2 separate regions of the Cyprinus carpio genome follow, and region 1 is linked to region 2. The links are chromatin contacts, called in public Hi-C maps. All regions are on one chromosome and are shown on one strand. The core of a region is the stretch at or near the end of the contact, and the rest is flanking DNA. Distances in the headings are between cores, read along the strand shown. Region 1 holds the start of LOC109059700 (centrin-3). Region 2 overlaps mef2ca (myocyte enhancer factor 2ca).

Region 1 (6,784 bases), core at 3,965-6,464, 54 kb after region 2:
GCTATTGACTTCTTTATTGAATGGCTGCTCTGTATAATTAGCAAAGCAAACTAATCCATCTGATCGCAACCATCTGAGAGCATTGTGCCGTGATTCTAATCTACAATCAACCTGTAGTTTTGTCACAAGAGCACTTTGATGACCGTCTGCGGTCCACTCAAGGTTTTTGGTTGGTTTGTAAAGCGAAACAGAGGATCCGGTCTCTGGAGATTCTGTGGACAACTGAGAAGGAAGCCATTACTGCCACTACGGCCTGATGTTAATGACAGGATGACCTTTAACCTCGGTTTTCCTTCATTTAAAACACGTCAGAGATTTTCCGTGTATCGTATTACGACATTTGACCACATTTCGCCATCAGATGATTTCAGCTCTAGATGAACTTTAGTTACAGTTTTTGGTGCTATTTATAAACACTATTCTCAAAATATCTCTGAATTGTTTTTCCTACGTGTGATTTCAGGAAAGTCATGTTTCCTACGTGATATTTCACTTACTAAACACACAATACAGAGACATACAGTGGATTTCATTATAATTGTATACAATTACAATGCAGTTATTCATTTTAAAATTGTTCAAACAACTTGTAGGCAATGTTCCAGGTTTTCTGAAGCCATATAAAACTATATGTGGGGAATGAAAATCTTGCAAATCTCATTCATGCTTATTTATATAAATTTTTTTTACTATTATTAATACATTAAGGTTTATTGTGCCTGGTTTAATGTCAGTTAAAGCAAACAGCATTGGTTCTTGATTCTCATAACTGATTGTGATGTTAGTTGCTTGAATATGCAAATGCAAGACTTAATTCTTAAATGTGTTTTTAAAAAAATATTGTTAGAAGAAAGATAAATGCTTTGGGGTGACTTTAGGGCAAGAAAATATTGACAAAATATTTTTGGGTGAACTATATACACTTTCATTTCTAAATTATCTCAAATAAAATAATGAAGCACTGAGAATGTATTTAAATATACATACATATATACATATATATACATATATATATTTCAATCTAGTTAAAAAAAATCCATATAATTTTTTTTTTTTTTAAATCATAAAAATAATAAAACAAAAAAGTTATTAAAAAAATATTTTTCCCCTCTTTTATATAGATAACACTGTCATGTGCGGGAAAAAAAAAAATCATGCTTATTTGATCTGTTTGATCTGGCATTAATCAAACATTGCTCATCTCTTTGGCCTGATTTGTTGGTTAAATGCAGCAGGTTACCACACATGGTTTTATAGTGATCTGCTGAACCGTATCCATGACAACCATTTCTGTGCTGATGTTGTGTGTAGGTGATTGTCATTACCTCATGCGGTGCCACCTCTGCTTCAAGACAGAGACACACTGACCAAATTATCGTCACAGCAGCACAGATACGGCTGGAGTCATCGATGTCAGCCTCTGCAGAGCTGCGGTCACATGTTTCATCTTGGATAGCGTTATAAGAGGTGATGCTCAACACATTCAGCCATTTAAAGCCTTCCTGTCATCTCACCGTCACATCGTTTTGACAGCTGAATCGATTCCACACAGGCAGACATCTGGCCCAGGATCTAAACTTTTATAGATGTCAAACTTTTCCAATGAACCTGAGCAACTCTTTGAAAGAGATTTTTTTGAAAAAGAGTTTGCGTCACACAAAATCTGCCACAGATGTGAATTTTTTTTGTTTTTTTGAGTTTCCTTGACTTTGATGGTATTATATTCATACTAATTTTTTTGTTAAGGTGTATTATTAAGGACTATAATTTTTGGAGTGTTAAAAGTTTTGGTCTTTTTGAACAGAAATCTCTCTTTTCCCCAGACTATAATAAAATCCAACTGCAGTCTTTTTGAAAACCCAGTGAATACAAAGGCAGAACTTTTCTTTGAATAATGTCTCCCTCTATTGGCCAAGACTGAAAAAAATCCCCTTTTAAACCAACAAAAGAATGGAAGAAAAAAGGAATAATAAAATTTTTAAAAAGTTAAATCACATATACATTGCTTTTATGTGAAATTCAATATATTATTAATTAATTTACTCTAAATATAATTATATTAGTTTTTATAATATTATACATATAATAATAATAATAATAATAATAATAATAATAATAATAATACTGCAACGTCAACTTAACATAAAAAAAAAAAAACTGCTATCCTATACTATTTCTGAAAAAATTAGCTGCATTGCCTGGAATCAGTTTAGAAATGGATCAGCTAAATTAATATGCAATCGCAGTATAATTTAATATAATATATGCATTTAGCATTGTTTTATCCCATGCTCTCCATGAAAAATAACATGGCTGTGATGATGACGCTGCGCTTTAGTCAAAGAGACAAACGGAAATAATGTTTTTTTTTTTTTTTTTACTGTGTATTTACAATAAATAGTACTTTGGAATGTTATTTCAAATGCAAAATGCACAACTACAACACAAACTATTAATACTCAAGACATAACACATTTGCAATGATAAAATACAAAGTATCCCAATAAAAATCTAACCAACCTATTCATGACCTAAAATGTCATTTGTCCTTCACGTCCAGTTCAGTTCAAGCGTCTGTCCAGAATTTCAGCACCCATCGCACCTACCGTTCCATACATCGGAAATGTGGTTTACTGCTCATGAATAAAGTCAGTCTGTCAGATCGATTGGCTCTTCACAGTGTATGTGCAGCCAAATCTTCAGCACACATTTTCTTTGAGTCACAGCTGCTCACGAGTCGCCGGTCATGATGGAGATGAACTCCTCTTGATTAACTGAAAGAGTCAAAGAACAAATGTGATCACTTAAATTCACTTTGCTTTTAACCTACTTACTCCCAGCACAGACAATTATTAATATTTTGCTGATTAAATTACATATAGCTCTTCACAACGCCAAAGGACACACAAACAGCTTTCAACTCAGCCTTCATTTCCACTGTTCCCATTTTTGTTGGCTGCAATACATTAATTTGCTGTGCCTTAATTGAGAAAAGCACTCTGGGCCAACTGGGAAAAGCACAGTAATTACTTCCATTCATCAGAGGCAATAAAAATAGCACTTTTTTCCCTCTCCCTAGATAAAAATGCAGCAACTTACTCTCTCCGTCCCCATCCGTGTCAAATTCATCAATCATGGCTCGCAGGTCTTCGTCACTCATGTCTTCGCCCAGTTCACGAGCGACACGCCGCAGGTTTCTCAGGCTTATCTTTCCCGTTTCATCATCATCGAAAAGTTTAAACGCCTTCAGAATTTCCTCTTTTGGGTCTCGCTCCAATATCATGTCCGTCACTTTAAGAAAATGATATCACTTGGTTTACAAAAGTTAATGAACTTCAAGCTAACATGGAATCTGCTCCTGATTTCAGCAAAATCATATCTGATAAGCAGATGTTTCCATCCAAAGTTGCATATTTAACTTATGCGGAAAATTTAAATATTGCAAATAAATCACCGTTTCCATTGCATGTGTTCAAAATAACAAAATCGTCACTTCCTGGGAAACTGGCGCAAAGTCAGCATAAATTATTCATCTTGTGGCTCTTTTATTCCTACGTAATAAATTATTTGCACCTCAGAGCGTGCAGATGAAAAACATGACAGCATTTGTTATTCATCTGGTAGATAATTATACCAAATTATTTTGGTGACAGACTGAATGCAGACTGAGTTTTTTGTTGCGTATCAAGGAATATATTAGGTAAATGTGTTTCCATCGTAGTTTATTGACATGTTTTCTTATCTATGTCTTCACATCTTGACGTTTTCATCATCCCAAAATTCACATAAAAATATGTTGGTGGAAACATAGCTATTGTCTAGACCTATAAGTGAGTACCGAACTCAACTTACCCACTTCTTTGAAATCTTCCAAAGTTATTTTCCCAGTTCCTTCTCTGTCATAGTCCTTCAGGATCTTTAACACGTCTACTTTCTTCACCTCAAAACCCAGAGCTCTCATCGCCACCTGGAACACAGATTTTAAATATCCGTATTTTTGAGCTACTACGATTCATTTTCAATTGTTTACTGAACAAAATTAATACAGGATGTTACAGTTTACAGTTAACCTTCCCATAAGAAGAACACAAAGTCACTACAACCCTAACAATATTAAATAATGTTTAATTGTTTTGAGAAACTGTGCTTTATCATCCTCTTTAATTAGTCTTACAGTTATTCATAAATAATTGTAAATAAAACAAATTAACGATTTTAACTAAAAAATAAGACTAAATATGCAAGTTAAAATATTTTAATTAATTATTTATATAATTATTCATAGAACTTTTTTGCTTATTTATAAATAATGTTGTATTACAGTTAACTGCAAGTGATACAAGTTTTGGACTAAGATTTGGATTTAAGATTAAATTCTTGTGGGGCCTGAGGGCGAGTACATATTTCAGCAAATTTTCATTTTTGGGGTCAATTATTCCTTCAAGATTTGAACTTTTAAACTGATGAATCGTCACTGCACATGTGTGTTCTGTTTGTAAAATGCGATCTTTACCTTTAATTCGTGATAATCAATTTCTTTATCCTTGTCTGTGTCGAAGAGCTCGAACGCTTCCTTGATTTCATCCTTCTGCTCCTCAGTAAGTTCTCTCCTCTTCTTCCTTTTATTCTTATCAACAGTTAGGTCAGTCCTTCAAGCACATGTATGGAAATCAGTCACCTTCATTCTGATCTTCCATTAGTTCAGATACCATTCATTCAATCACACACACACGCACGCGCACGCTATCTGTCTCCCTTGACAACATTTTGAGGTCCCACAGAACATGCATATGATACACAAAACTGCAGGTTTTTATAGCAAAATAATTAAGTAAATACGTGTTGCTCTTCTTTGGAAGGCAATATGAGTTATAGTTTTTAATCTATTTATAATACGTGTTATTATTTTACTGATTTATTATTTTACTTAATAATAAAAATTACAGTGTCAACAGTTCACATGCACCGGCTAGTAATGCTACACACACCAACAGCTGGTCTCTAAATAAAATCTTTATCGACCACACACCATAATTACCTTAGAGACAGGCTCATTTTTGCAGTTTGGCAATAAATAACTGATATTGAAACCCAAACCAGACCAACGAGATTACAGTTCGGCTTCTCCAGTCGAGCTAATCAGCTAATACCCGAAAACACAAAACAGCGCGTTGCTAGTTGATTGTCGAGGAAACGTTTCCGATTGGCTGTGAATGTCTGAGCGTCAGGATAACGTTATTGGTGATTGGTTGTTTGGAAACCGACCTGCATTTGAGCCTGTTTGATTGGCGGGCTGGGCCAGGAATGGGCGGTCTTAATTGATGGGAGCATTTATTAATGATGTGTGGTTAATAATATTGAACAAATATTACTTAAATATTATATATAATCTATTGTCAATTATAAATTGATATAATTTTATAATATATATATATATATATATATATATGTGTGTGTGTCTGTGTGTGTGTGTGTGTGTGTGCTGATTTACATGTGTGCGTGCGTGTGTGTATATATATATATATATATATATATATATATATATATATATATATATATATATATATATATATATATATATATATATATATAAAATATAACTAATACAAAATAAAGAGATTGTATATGACAGTTTATCTAATATGTATATCAATTAAATTATGATGGCTGTATTATTATTATTATTATTATTGTAGTAGTAGTATTAGTAGTAGTAGAAGTAGTAGTAGTTTTATAAATGTAAATGCAAAATAAACTGATGATAAAAATTTAAATCGATTTACCGATCGTCATACATAGCAATAAATATTGAAATTGATTCAGTATTGAAGTAATCAAAACTCTGGTGACATAAGAGTGCCTTTTATTAATTTTTTACTTTCTGTTGCTATTAATAAATATCATTATTATTGATAATATTTAAACAGCAAATTGTTAACAAAACCAAAATAAGTTTTTAATCCTCAATTTGGTGATTACAGTCAACCACCAATAGAGGACGCCCTACACCACGCCGCCACCATCCTTTCTAACTTGAACTGCAACAAAAAGTGAAAGAAACTCTTTAAAACTTTGCACATGGTTTTGTCACATTCACAGCGCAATGTAATTAATTTAATATAGAATATTAGTATTCTCTCGCTGTATTATCATGACTGGTGGCAAAATCCTCACAGCATCATGTTTAGGGAAGTAAAATGGGTGGCTCCCTAACGACTTCCTCTGATGAGCACAAAATGTTTTTGTCTGGTCTCAAGAGGGGGTCTGGGTTTGAGCTTGAAAGGTCTTAAGGTCACGCAACAACACCGTAATAGACTGAAACTTAAAGTTGAACAGATTAATCTTGTGAAGTGCATGAGCTGTACTAATCAATTTAATAGAAAAACTCATAGGGTAAAGAATTACTTAATCTGACATACTGACTCCATGCTTGTGCATACTTGTGTACTTTTTTGGCTTTTTGACCCAGGAAAAACAAATCCACCATGGAACCATGCTTACTTGCAAAAAGTGCCCATACAAAAAGAAAATAAAAAAAAAGAAAGAAAAAAAAACATGCAAAACACACTTTCAGGATTTCATCATTAACGTGGAATGCAGCAGCACATGTTTTCATGTTTTGGCTGAACTTGCTCATTTTATTTAGAGCACTTGGAACTGAACAGTCTGTTACCGTGACAACAAAGATTACCTCTGGGCAACCGTTGACTGTTGATAGGTGTCCTATTAAAAAACAACAGAATTGTTCACAGACTCACTAATCATTACTCATACGAGGTGTGAG
Region 2 (7,788 bases), core at 5,260-7,759:
AATGACAGTAGTAAAAAGGTAAATAAAATATACATGATACTATATAAAATCAAAATTAATAAAATGAAAGAAAAATATATACTACAATTCAAAACTTTGGGGGTAGTGCAATTTTGTTTTTGTTTTTTTTTCGTTTCCCTTTTTTTGCATAAATGCATGAATGTAAATATTTTTTATTTTTTCTTTCTGTTTTTCTTTTGTTTTGTTTTAGGAAGACACTAATTTTATTCTGTAAGAGTGCATTAAATTTTAAAGTGACGGTAAAGACATTTATAATGTTACAAAAGATTTCTATTAATAAGAAAGGTTTCTTAAGCAGCAAATCAGCATATTAGAATGATTTCTGAAGAATCATGTGACACTTAAGACTGGAGTAATGATGCTGAAAATTCAGCTGCGCATCACAGCAGTAAATTACATTTTAAAATATATTGCAATAGAAAACAGTTATGTTAAATGGTAAAAATAATTTCACAATATTATTGTTTTTACAGTATTTTTCATCAAATTAATGCAGCCAAACTACTGAGCGTTAGCATTTTTTCCAACTAAATGGAAGGCGTGTTGTTAATTTTGCCATATTACATTATATTATATTATTTTCTGAATTGTCCTCAGCTCTCACCTGTACCATATGAGGTAGAGATGGCTGATGGGTAGCCGCCCATTCCCTGTCCTGGCAGAGTGGGCGTGGCTACAGACACCACCGGTGTGCTCAGAGACTGGGCCGACTGGGAGTTGTTTATTCTCTGGTTCTGTGGGAAAGAAATATATTTAAAACAACAGCAACAGCAAAATTAAATCAATCTTGGCAAATAGTAAATGTGCAGGTGGTGTTGTATCTGCTCCATCTAACTGCTTAATAGATCATGTGACCAATAATGAGTAATTACTCTCCACCCCGCAATCATCTAACATCCAGCCACCACTGCTGGAGTTCCACTGTTGCTATGGAAACCTTTAAAGCAGTCCCCTTGGCAACAGAGGAATGAGACTGTTTTGTGTGCATTTGACATTAAAACTTGTTTCTTTTTATTACTTTGAACGACAGTGTTTGATGATCGTGTTTCACTGCAATTTTAATACTACTTACCAGCAACATGTCAATATCCTCCGACTGGTGAGCAGTTAAAAAGAATACAACGCTAATTAGTTCTAATAAAATCAAACTTTATGGCATGTATCTGATGGTCTGAATTGGTTTTATATGGGCAATGCTGGTCATCTAGTTTCAAATCACATCCTAACTGCAGCTGAACTTGACATCTAGTGATGGTATTTGGTGAGTTGTAGTGGTTGTGTAAACTTACGATGGAGGGCATGGTGTGCTTTGAGCCGGGAGGGATCAGGACGCGCAGGTCAGGCTTGCGGTTGCTCATGCTCATGGTCATGGGCGGAGGCGATTTGGCCTGCATGTTCTTGCTCATGCTCCCCGGAGAGACCAGCAGACCAGGGGAGTTGCGGTGGTTTCCATACCCGTTTCCTAAGGGACAATCAGAGAGGACGCGTCAGTCTAACACTAGTGACCATACGGGACACATTTACTATATTATATTCTACAGTAAGGCCTTTCTACAGTAAGCACTGCAAACCATGTCAGAGCGATTTTGACATTTCATAAATACAATATAGAACTATCATCAAAACACTAATGGAGACTGATGGCAATATATTTAAGTTCCGTTTCATTAATTATAGAATAGAAAAAACATATAAAGCTTTAGATGTCAACAAATCATGATTGTACTGTATGTCCCCACATTTGCATAATTGACCATTTAAGCACTTAAATGTAATCTTCACACAATGTTTTGGTCTAAATAACAGATAAACTCTTTTTCCATTCTTTACTAATTTTGTGCTAAATAAATAAATAAATAAGAAGCGACTGTAAAGACATTTGCATTTTTTGGAAAATTTAAAATAAAATTATTAATAATAATAAAAACTTTTCTGTATAATAATAATAATAATAAAGTTAAAAAATGATAACTGTAAAGGTTATTTTATTTTTTGTTTATATATTTTTTATCATAATTTAACTTTTGAAGATTCCATTTCTGTGGTGTTATAAAACATCTTTAATAATAATCAGAAAGAGCTTTTGAACTACTTCCTGTTTGAAGAGGTCATAAAAAATAGTCCTTGAAACTTAAAATGACTTGATGAATGTGGCAGCTGTCACAGATTTTGATAAATCTGTCTAAAAAGTAAAAAAAAAAAATAATAATAATGTCACATTTTATTGTATCTGTGGTTGTTTTCAAAATATTTCATCTTTTCATATTTTATATTTCCACATGCTTTCTAAGAAGTCAGCCACAATATTAGATCTGTGGTCTTTTTCAAGACGTTGTCAGTTAATTGTTGCCATCTGTCATAGTAACACCACAGAACTCTTATGTTGCCAAATGTACAATTGTACTTTTACTTGAACATTTTCTCAGACGTTTACAACAGTTAGCAAAGAATCACTTTTAGATGTTTTGATGTTTCCCGAGACTTGCATATAGGGGGAAAAAAGTTAAGACAATTTAGACTTCTAGTTTTCAAGATTTGCATTTCATTATGGTCTGTTTGAGTCTTCTGCACCAAACCAGTGCTGGTGTTGACAGCTAGTGAGTTCAATCCCACAACTGTGACAATGTGCAAAGTCCATTTTCTGTGAGCTTTGCTAAAACTCTTTCATGCATGCGTTGGCTCAAATGTAAGTGGCTTTTAATCGATTTCATGAATGAACTGTGTTCACTAACGAACGGTACATTATTTAGACTTTTTTTGGACCTTTTTTTTTGGTGGAATCAGAGCCTCAAATCTTGACGTTCCATGAATATGTTGTGTTATGTTTCCTCTCGCCTAATGAAGGTGTTGATGGCTTCATCATATTAGAATTCACCATAGGATGTTTTTTATGAAACGGTTCTTTAAATATACTATTTAAGACCCTTCACCGCGACATCCTACAGTGGTGTGCTGGATAAATATCCGGGGAGGAACTAGCCAAGCAAAAGGAAGCTTTGAATCGAAACCAAGTGGCTCCGTCTGTCTATTGAGACAGCAAACATACACGTATGGTAAATATACATGACTCTCACCAGCACTGCTGCCCACTCCGCTGCTGAGGTCTGGACCCATAAGGCCACCTGAGGATAGGACAGAAAAGACATTAAACAAGACTGACACTCAAAACACGTACGCCACGCCTGACTGACGCCTCCTTCCTGCGGCCAGACGGGCCGCTCGAGATATATGTACGAGAGCCAGTGTGAAAAAACCCCATCTGTAAGTCTATCCGAACCCACAAACCCCTGTTCGGCCCTATGGAGAAGATGCCACCATCCAAGAAAAACCTTTGAAAAGTCTGCGCGGTTTCAGACGTCGCGGTCTCTGCCAAGACTCATATTTAACTTTGCTCCTGTAATACGAAGCAAATTGTTCCAGGAGGGCCAGGGATAATGACAGGACAGACGCTGTGGTCAGAAGGACTCTGACCAGAGCACAAAATAGATCTTTCAGACAATAATAACAAGCCCACAGTAGGATTAAACTTCCCACACGTATGTCACCACAGACTGTCTTTTTCTACCATTTTGTTAATTTTTTCCCCCCATTCCTTCCTCTTTCTCTTTCTCTTTACCTTCTAAACACACATATCTGGATGTTTCTTTTGGCACTGTGGACTTTTAGAAATGAAACTCCTTTTAAGACTTTTCACGTTGTCAAACTTGTCTACTAATTTCCAAAGGTGCATATATGTGTATCACAGGAGAATACTGTAGTTTTTTCATCCCTGAAGCAAATGCTCAAAATCAAAACCATTTAAAAAAAAAAAAAAAAAAGGTCTCCTTTTTTCATTTATTTAATTTAAACTTTCTACTTATTGTGACTTTATATGCATATATACATATTCATCTGTATCAAAAAAATAAAAAAAAAAATTCGGATAAAGTTTGCATAATTTGTGTGTAACTTTCAACACTTTTTTGTTGCTTGTTTTTACAAACTGACAGACAAGTCCATCGGTTTCTATGGTAGTTCTTTCATTTTTTAGTAGACAAGTACACAAATATTTGATAAACTTTTATTAATTGAAAAATGGTTGTGGTTGAAATAACACAAGATTTGTTTAAAAATCAAGTACTTTTCACATAATAAATGTTTTCACTCTTTGTTTAGATTATTGTAGTTAATTAAATGTAATAAATCTAAAATAATTTAATCAATTTAATTATTATTATTTAGTGATTAATTTATTATGTAAAATTACATTAAAAATATAAAATACATTTTTTAATAAAATAACACTTCATTTAAATTACAATTTTCATTGTTTAATATTTGTTTATAGTTGAAAAATTCAATATTTTTAAGCTATATTAAAAATACAAAAAATAAATAAGTTTTAAAAAGAAAGAAATATAAAAATACTTGTCAAATTTAATAGCTTTTTTTAATTAGATTTTAACTCAGTAATTAAATACATAATCTTTTGGATGGATTTCCACAAGTTAATATTAAATCTATACAGAAAAGGTGTAAAGGCAAAACACTGTCTTTAATGTAAAAGATGAAGACATAACATTCAAATAACATAAATTTTAAAAAAGAAGCTAAAATCTGTATATTTCTGTAAAAATCAATCCCTGTGACAGTTGAAGAAACACCCATATACATGTGCTCAAAGTACGGATAATGTGTTTTGATAAATCCTAAGCTGACCAAACTTCCTCTCCATGAAGCCTAAACCACAAACGCAGAACGGGAGTTAAAAGGAAAATATGGTCATCTTTATTTGCCCGCTGACAACCGGGAGTTCCTTTACAAGCAGCCAAAACTCCCATCGAGACAGACACTTTTTTCGGCTCTGGGACAGCCTCAGGAGTTCTGCTGAGTACACAGTGTTTATATTAAAGGCCCGGCCTGGCACAGCTGAATATGGCTGAAAGAAATATTTGAGCGTATGTAATGATCTGTATGCGGTGTTTGAATTCATGCGAGGTGTGTTTTCATAGCCTCGGTGGAGCTGTTGGTGGTCCTCAGTGGAGCTGCTCTCTAATGATGTCAATAAAGCGTGGAAATGAACATTATTTGAAACTATGCTCTGATCCGGAGTCCCTGGCAAAGTGGAGAGCCCGGTGCGGGTCAGTACCTGTGTTGCCTGCACTCGGGGGCCGGTGGGTCACTCCAGGGGACATGCTGTTCCTCTGGAGGGAGGGGTGAGCCAGCGGCAGCATGTTGGGGTTGCCCAGGGACGCTCCTGGGTGGCTGTAGATCAGGCTGTTGGGGTTGCTCACAGGGATTGAGATGGGCATGTCATAATTAGACTGGGGGATGGCCTATAAAACAAAATGCATGGAAATCAATCAACCTTGTTGATACAATGCTGAAAAACAAATGAATTTACTGGAAAAAAAAATTCATATGTGAGTGGATATTTAAATATTTGGCTATTGTGAGATTTCAAATTGGTTCAACCACCAGTTCTGACATCTGAAAAGTTGACTGCACTTACACACAGTCTCTGCCTGCTGATCATCAGGTCAATGTCTTCGTTGATTTTACGATATTTGTCCTCAGACTCTGGACTGTGGCCTGAATCTTCAGCATCAATATCAGGACTGTCACAGCCATTTAGACCCTTCTTCCTCAGAGTCTGAAACAAATATACATACATTTTTACACTGTAAAAATACTTAAAAATCTGGAGATTAAAAATATATATACTTCTGAAGATTACACATCAAGACAGAAACATGTACACAGATGAAAAAGGAAAAGGCATGTTCTGGGTATAAATGAAATAGAATTATAAAATCCATCCTTTGGAGAAAATCGTTGTCAGTAAAGTATCTACACTCATCTTCCTGTTTCTTAATCCAAACTGATTTATGCAGGTTTCCAAAAGATACAACAGAAGCAAACAAAAACACACTGTAGAAAAACCATGTGTTAATACATAGTGCAGAAACATTACATTGAAAACAAAAATTGTAAAATAAACACAGAAAAATATACTATTACTACACATAAAATAAGCAAATATGGTTTGAACATTATGGCCTTTACAAGAATAATATTAAAAATACAATCAATCATATATATATATATATATATATATGATTGATTGTATATATATATGTATATATAGCTCTATCAACAGTATCTGTTGCTTAATATTACATATATTACAATCTGATAGAGAAGTCTAAATTATTTTCTGTGGTATTTTTTTCTAAATTATTTTCCATGGTAATCGACAACCTGCCACAGATGCTGTTAAATGATCTTGTATGCAACCACAAATATCCGTTTAAGACTGGAGAAATTTCCTGTTTGACCACAAGAGGGCTATATTTGAAAACAAATAAAGCTTTTCCTGCTTGTGAAACATGAGCCTTTGATTCCTCACAAGAGCCTAATCCTTTCATCTGAAGCCTTTGAGAATCTAGCTTGAGCAAACCCTGACTTAAAATGGAATAAAACCATACACTAATCACTTTGCTGTCATTAACAGAGCTGTTAGTTTGCTTAGGCAAAACAACACTATTACTATCACTCACACTAAACGCTAAATGTTTGATCTTACGTGTTTAATGGCCATGTCAGAATAATGCACCTATTTGTGTATTGTCCATGTTTTTGTGAGTTATATTCAAGGTAAAATCTGACCTAAAGTGACATACAGCGATGCAGTTTGGCTTATCTTTCTGCTTGGTCTCAGCATTTCGCTCACCGGCAAGCAGCCACATCACTGGACCACAGCAATTCCACTCATTCAAGACATCTCCACCTGTCAAGGCCTTTGCACCTGTCCAACAAATCTCCTCGGCTCAAGAGGAAGGGGAGGAGCCGGGGCCACAGCCAATCACGGCCTCAAACCCCAGGGATGGCCGTAGAAGGCTATTTTTTGCCCCAGTGCCACCCAGCAGCGTCCCAGCAACCCTACACCCCCCGCACCCCCACCCCCATCATGCCGTCTGTGGGTCGTTGACACCTCCAGCTCACAGTTCGACCCGGCTCTGTGCTTTTAGCAACACAGCTGGATCCCAAAGCCTGACATCAGCAGACTAAACATTCAGACCGATACAGACCGCTCCTGCCCAACAGAGGGAGGGTCGTGCTCAGCCGAGCATTCCTGTTCAGTTCATCACACACCAAAGACAGGACAACGACGAGGGCGTGACACAACTTTAAGATCTCAATTATTTCTCCTAGATGACAGTCACAGTAAACTGAACTGAAACAGAACTGAAAGGTGGAGAACTGAAAAGTGGAGACTTTTGATTAAAAATGACTCAGAAATTCAAATTCTGAAATCATCTTCATGTCACAAAAGAAGATATTTTCAAGAACCAAAAAACATTGGTCTCCATTGACTTTTACTGTATGGACAGCACTATTTTAGTATTATTTATATATATTATGTTTTTTAGAGGAGAGAGGAGAGGAGAAGAAAGGAGCGGAGAGACACAGCTATCAGCGCCTCCTTCTGCTCTTAGTCTTGTCAACTCTATGGAGACTTGCTCCTAATTAAACCAGCGCTGCATCACTCTCCCACATGACAAAGACAGCCCCAGTCTGTCCGCATGTAGACATGGCGTCCTATATAGCGTGCTAGCCGGTAACCTTCAGTGTAGAAATGATGTTGTGCGTGAAGTAGCAGGTGGTAACGTGTGGAGACAGCTGACTGATGCCGTTTGCTGGCCAGCAGCTGCTGGACTGACTGACTGACTGACGGCGTCACGTCACCTTGTACCCTCCTCTGAGGTCCACATGGGTGGTCTCGCC

The links. Hi-C and Micro-C count contacts between places; a contact is called where the count stands out from the background.
Region 1: a Hi-C map of skeletal muscle shows a contact between it and region 2, with 3 times the contacts expected there. The contact joins the promoter of LOC109059700 here to the enhancer-like site in region 2. A contact is called at or near these places in 2 of 8 Hi-C or Micro-C datasets (liver and skeletal muscle).

The regions. Positions count from the first base shown.
Region 1 is chrA10:16,511,607-16,518,390 of ASM1834038v1, forward strand. It overlaps LOC109059700 (centrin-3), which reads right to left and starts at 5,215. Exons shown (of 5, transcript XM_019076872.2): 1 at 5,039-5,215; 2 at 4,514-4,649; 3 at 3,853-3,967; 4 at 3,100-3,291; 5 at 2,715-2,774. The coding sequence starts at 5,055. The coding sequence ends at 2,731.
Region 2 is chrA10:16,456,767-16,464,554 of ASM1834038v1, forward strand. It overlaps mef2ca (myocyte enhancer factor 2ca), which reads right to left. Exons shown (of 11, transcript XM_042765440.1): 4 at 5,513-5,653; 5 at 5,150-5,336; 6 at 3,096-3,143; 7 at 1,311-1,483; 8 at 1,094-1,117; 9 at 626-755. Among protein-coding and RNA genes, the nearest start is that of LOC109097462, 9.7 kb to the left of the region's middle. Within about 2 kb of position 6,510, at least 1 of the 8 cell types and tissues checked has an H3K27ac peak or open chromatin away from gene starts, as enhancers often do. A contact at or near this core is called in skeletal muscle, where this site is marked.